2 separate regions of the Triticum aestivum genome follow, and region 1 is linked to region 2. The links are chromatin contacts, called in public Hi-C maps. All regions are on one chromosome and are shown on one strand. Each heading gives the region's core, a stretch centred on a gene start, on an enhancer-like site or on the middle of the called end of the contact. The rest is flanking DNA. Distances are from core to core; before and after follow the strand shown. Region 1 holds the start of LOC123142246 (type I inositol polyphosphate 5-phosphatase 1). Region 2 holds the start of LOC123142207.

Evidence for each region. Hi-C and Micro-C count contacts between places; a contact is called where the count stands out from the background.
Region 1: a Hi-C map of leaf shows a contact between it and region 2, with 7 times the contacts expected there. The contact joins the promoter of LOC123142246 here to the promoter of LOC123142207 in region 2. A contact is called at or near these places in 2 of 5 Hi-C or Micro-C datasets (both in leaf).

Annotation. Positions count from the first base shown.
Region 1 is chr1B:611,467,755-611,470,454 of IWGSC CS RefSeq v2.1, reverse strand. LOC123142246 (type I inositol polyphosphate 5-phosphatase 1) reads left to right here and starts at 1,424. Exons shown (of 10, transcript XM_044561237.1): 1 at 1,424-1,729; 2 at 1,823-2,015. The coding sequence starts at 1,622.
Region 2 is chr1B:610,900,830-610,903,529 of IWGSC CS RefSeq v2.1, reverse strand. It overlaps LOC123142207, which reads right to left and starts at 1,309. Exons shown (of 7, transcript XM_044561206.1): 1 at 1,125-1,309; 2 at 827-1,001. The coding sequence starts at 994.

The DNA of each region.
Region 1 (2,700 bases), core at 175-2,674, 570 kb before region 2:
TGGAATTACTTGTCACGAAAATGAATGGAAATGGATGTATCTAGAACTAAAATATGTCTAGATACATCCATTTCTGGGACAAGTATTTCCGGACGGAGGGAGTAGATGGTTTATGATGCCTGTTTTTCGCTGGTTTGATAGTCTCTGCTGATGAAGGGAAAATTAGCGCTGGTTGGTCCATGCTTGCACGTTTTATTGTGGAGAAGAAAAAGAAAAGTCCAGCTGATAAGCGTTGGTAGTATCTGCAAAGGGATCCGATCCAGCTCAACATCACCTTGTCCACTCGCCACGGCGACCCCGTTGCGTGTGGCCATGCCTCTTGCCGACCTCTGTCTGTTTCCTAATTCCCTTTTATAATTTCTTTCAAATTGCTTGCTTATTGGCTCGGAACGGTTCAGGCCTGTGATGATGATCAGAAGAAGTAATCGGGAGAAGCGGTTTGATTATTGGCATTAGGCAACGGCTGCTTTCATCTTGATCTTGGACTGTTCTAATTAGTTAATCATATCGAGATGACTTAACTATAGCCATTATCAGCTATCGTTATTGGTTGCCCACCATCTGCTGGTGCAGAAGAAGATGATCATTAACTGGTTGAAGCATTGTTTCCACCACTATTTCTTCCATGTATGAAAAATTCAAGCTAATAGTCAGCGCAACAGCATAGTATACATACACAAAAATGACCCTCAACCATGCCAAGAGGCCGGTTAGTCATCCCCTGAATATGAAAATAAACATGCGTCGCGCACTCGCTTCCTGCACGATTTCATCCCGTACCAAAGCCCAGGTACACGTAGTAGTATTTTCCTTCGAGTTTAATCATCAGGTTGGAGGGATATGCCCGGGACATGTCGCCGAATCATTGAGGATCTCTTTGTGATTTTCCTTTTATTGGAACTCATTGGAAATCACAACTAATTCACATGATTGGGCCAAATCCAGCACACTACTGCTGTAGAATAATGTGCTTAGGCAGTTAGGTTAGTTACGGCTGATTGAGGTGGATTATGGCAATCCAGTTTTCTGTCAATTGTTCTGTTTAGCTAACCAGATCACTGTCTCACGACTTCTTTTTCATAACAAATTATTATAAAATAAGTTTACTATATTGCACTACAGTTCAGCAACTGCAAAACTGAGCCTTTCATGTACTCTTTTTTTCTTTAAATTACGCCGCGTTTCTGCATCGCACGACACGTGGGCATGAAAAAAAAAATTGACGACAAATATTACAGAAATACCCAGCAACAAAGTGTTCCTTCCTGAATGAAATGCACATGGCGGCAAAAAAAAAATGCTGGAAAAATACTCAAAACCAGTTCGTGGAAGAAAAATAAAATAAACGATGTCGTTATTGAGATAAGATAATGATGATACGGTTAGGAGCAAGGCAAAACAGTTTAAGAAAGAGACGGCGGGCGACGAGCCGAACGGGTCGCCGGCACTCCTCGCTGTCTTAACCATCCATCCATCCATCCGTCCGTCATCGCCGCCGACGATGCGGCAGTCAATTGCCCCACGAACACTTCCGCCACAGATACGGCTGTCGTCGGGGCGCCCCGCTTCAAAACCCAGATGACCCCGCGGACAAGTCACGACGAGCCCGCACAGAACGGCAATGGCGTCCTCCTCCTCCCCGGCGGCTCCGTTGCTCCCACCTTGTCAAGATGAGCAGGATAAGGAGGACGCAGGTGCTCGGAGCGACGGCGGGAGTCAGCGGGAGCAGGTACTGGTTCTTGGCGATTTGAGCTTGGGAATTACTAGCTTGTGGTAGATTGCTGATGAAATCGGTGGCTTCTTGCTTGCTTGTGCTTCGAAGGGGGTGATGCGGAGCTGGGCGGAGGCGGCGCTGCTGTGCTGCGGCGCGGACTGCGGCGACGCGGAGCGGCTGTGGCGCAGGGTGGTGCTGCGCAAGTGGCTCAACGTCGGCGCCGGGTCCGGCGACTCCGACTTCAGCGCCGACGAGTTCGAGGCCGAGGCCGAGACCGACGACGAGGAGCCCGGCCACCAAGGTCCGCCCATCTCCTCTCTTCGGTGATCCATTCCCCCATTTCCTGCGCACGAGCCGCTCTGCTTCGATCCCTTTGGAGGGGGATTTTTTGTGCTTACAGAAATGCAGACCACCACATTGCGAATTTGCAACGCCGATAGCCTCACAATGGATGATTGGCGAGCCTTCCCAGCTCAATTGTTCATTGCTCGCTTTCTCGTCTGAGTTCATGATTCATGAGCGTCCCCAGTTCAGTTCCGTACGGGTATTTTTTTTTTTTTTACAACCGGGCTCACACCCCTTTCCATTAATTTTTGCAATCAACGGAAATACATCAGTCTGAGATTCCAACATTTTTGCTCAAAGTACCAGAATGATAACTCGAACTAAATGGGACTAACCCGAAGGCTACAACTAACTGCAAAAGCATAATGAGCCTGAAAGGGGGAGGAGCGAGCTGGTGCATCATCAGGAAACCCACCGCGTGATGATCCTCGAGCGGACCATCTGCCATGGGGCAAAAACCTGATGACACAGGCAAGCCAAAACCCAACTAAGGATAACCTATTTTTTCCAGAGAAGCAACTACCAGTATGTCTCCACGCCTAGCCAGATAAGACCAAGAGACAGAAGTCCAGCGGGCATCAAACCCCAGTGGATGATATTACCAAACAAGGGAACTCAAAGCATCGAACTCCAGCTAACCA
Region 2 (2,700 bases), core at 60-2,559:
CCACTGCCGCCGCCCCAATCTGCTACCGCCTTCGCCGCTGCCCCCATCCGGTACAGCACTACTCCCTCCTGCCGCCGCCAGCCAAGGCCTATTGCTGTGGCAGTGTTGATCCCCGGACCCGTATGCGATGGATCTGATCTAACGGACAGGAACGAACGGGGCGCGCGTGGAGATGATTGAGTGAACGCTCGCTGAATACACACTCTGTTGCTCTTAAACCCACCATAACCCCCATGGCATCCCTCGCATCTCCATCCAAGAGAAGACGATCGCAGGTGGAAGGAACACGGAACCATGGATGGCGGGCGTCCATCCATCCAGCCCCAAATTCGAAACCCACGGCATCCAAACTCCAAATTGAAAAACCCATGGCACCCGAATCCAAATTGGAAACCCACGGCATCCAGCCCCAAATTCGAAACCCGTGGCATCCAGCACCAAATTCGAAACCCGCGGCATCCAGCCCCAAATTGGAAACCGACAGCATCCGACCCCAATTTCCAAACCCGTGGCATCCGGCCCCAAATTCGAAACTCACGGCATCCAGCAGCCCCAAATTCGAAACCGACAGCATCCGACCCCAATTTCCAAACCCGTGGCATCCGGCCCCAAATTCGAAACTCACGGCATCCAGCAGCCCCAAATTCGAAACCGATGGCATCCGACCCCAATTTCCAAACCCGTGGCATCCAGTCCCAAATTCCAAGCCAGACTCCCAAATCACAGCTAGAGCTAGGCAGCTACGGGCGGGGAACAAGTGCAGGAACGCAGACGAGAAGGAGGGATGGATGATATGGGGATGCACGCGCGGCGGAACAGGACGAACCTCGGAGAACCTGGCTTCCTTGGCTTTCTCGAGTTCCCCGATTGTTTGCTCGAGGGCCTTGCTTGTTTTCTCGTCCATCTCCTTGTGCCCCGCCGCTATCCCCAGCTCATCCAGCCGCTCCTGGTAGTTGGACCCGAGCACCTTGCACAGCCTCTTCAATCGATCCATCGCCGGCCTGGCCATCAAGGAGCATCGCACGTCAGGTTGGGGGAGAGGGAGAAGGGAGAGGAAGAAGAGAGACAGAGAGAGAGAGAGAGAGAGAGAGAGAGAGAGAGCGAGGGAGAGAGAGAGAGAGCACCTGGATAGGGAGGAGGCTGGGGTGGAGGAGTCGCCGTTGCCCGGGGACGACGAACCAATTCTCTAGTTGGTTTGCTGGTGTATTTATGCATGCAAGTAGGCGGCGCTGCCCTCCCGACGACACGCTCCCTCTCTCTCTCTCTCTCTCCCTCTCTGAAGGAAGGAAGGAAGGCGGTTACGTACCGGAGTTGAGAACACTGCATATAAATGACAGGCTTACAACTTAGTACTAACCATTAAGAGAGGTGAGGTGATTGCATAATAAGCAGAATAAATAAATGCTACTACTGCATATACTTACATACCAACAGCAGAAAAGCATAGGAGTACAACCGACTCAAGCTCACCAGAACGGCACAGGCTCTTAATCTGCAGGTCTGGATCAAAGCCGATGATGCTAACAGAGCAGTGCTACACAGACGATACCTTTGTGCACGATTTGTGGACGATGGCAACAACATCCGTTGGATAGTTTAGTTTAACAAATCTGCACTGTTCAAGAAAGCCATCGTCCAAATATCGTGCATGCAGAGTCGTCCGTAGAGTAGTTTCGATGCTAACACCACATATTATTTTCACATAACTTTCCTTGATGACAAGAAGAACATTCCTGTATCTAGTCACAAGGACAAATCCGCTGCTCTCTTGGAACATTTCGACTCTCCGCTGGGGCTGCTCTGGGCACAAGGGACAACTCTGCAGGGAGCATAAACTGGGATTATCTGAATCTTCCTCGTGCTCACCTTGACCTTGGTCATCTTCATCACCCGTGCCACCATCAGAGATATTGCTGCTCACAAGGCCTGACAGTTTCATTGGCCTTTCCTTCAAACCTTGTTGGCACACAATTAGGATGGATTTACAGAATGCCCTCACTCAGCTATCTGCTCTCAACGCTACAACCTGGAACCTGCTCAACACCGCCATCACTGCGCTTGTGTTGTGCCAAAGAAAGACAATGCCCATTAGCCTTACTCACCGTGTTGAGAAGATCCCCGGAAAATTCCTTGCTAACCTATTGCCCCTGAAATGCAGAACATCTCCATCAGTTTTTTTTCTTTTTTCGGGTGTATTTATGATAACTTCCTGTATGTGCAGAATACGTATTATTCAGAGCCATCAGCACATCACCGTGCAAACAAGCAACCCGTCTTCCTAAAGCTACATAATGCAAAAGCATTTGACAGACTCTGTCAATTGGGATTACCTTCTTGAAGTCCTCGCCCACGTTGGCTTCAGTCAGTGCTGCAGTGATCTCATCGACACCTCCCTCGCCTCGACATCATCTCGGATTCTTCCTCAAACTGTGCTCCTGGTACTCCCTTCTTCCATCGCTGGGGACTGAGACAGGGCGACCCCCCTTTCTCAATTGCTTTTGCTTGGAGCTCTTCAACCCACAAGTGGGGGAATGGGGATAAGCAAAAACTCTATGGACTACTTCTGTAGCTAATTTGATACTCAAATGACACTGGAAAGAGTACATATCAACTGAAATCCCATGCGGCTACACAAGAGCTTTGATTCTTCCATTAGCTACTTCAGTGATGTGCAACTTCAAGTAAAATTAGTGTAAATGC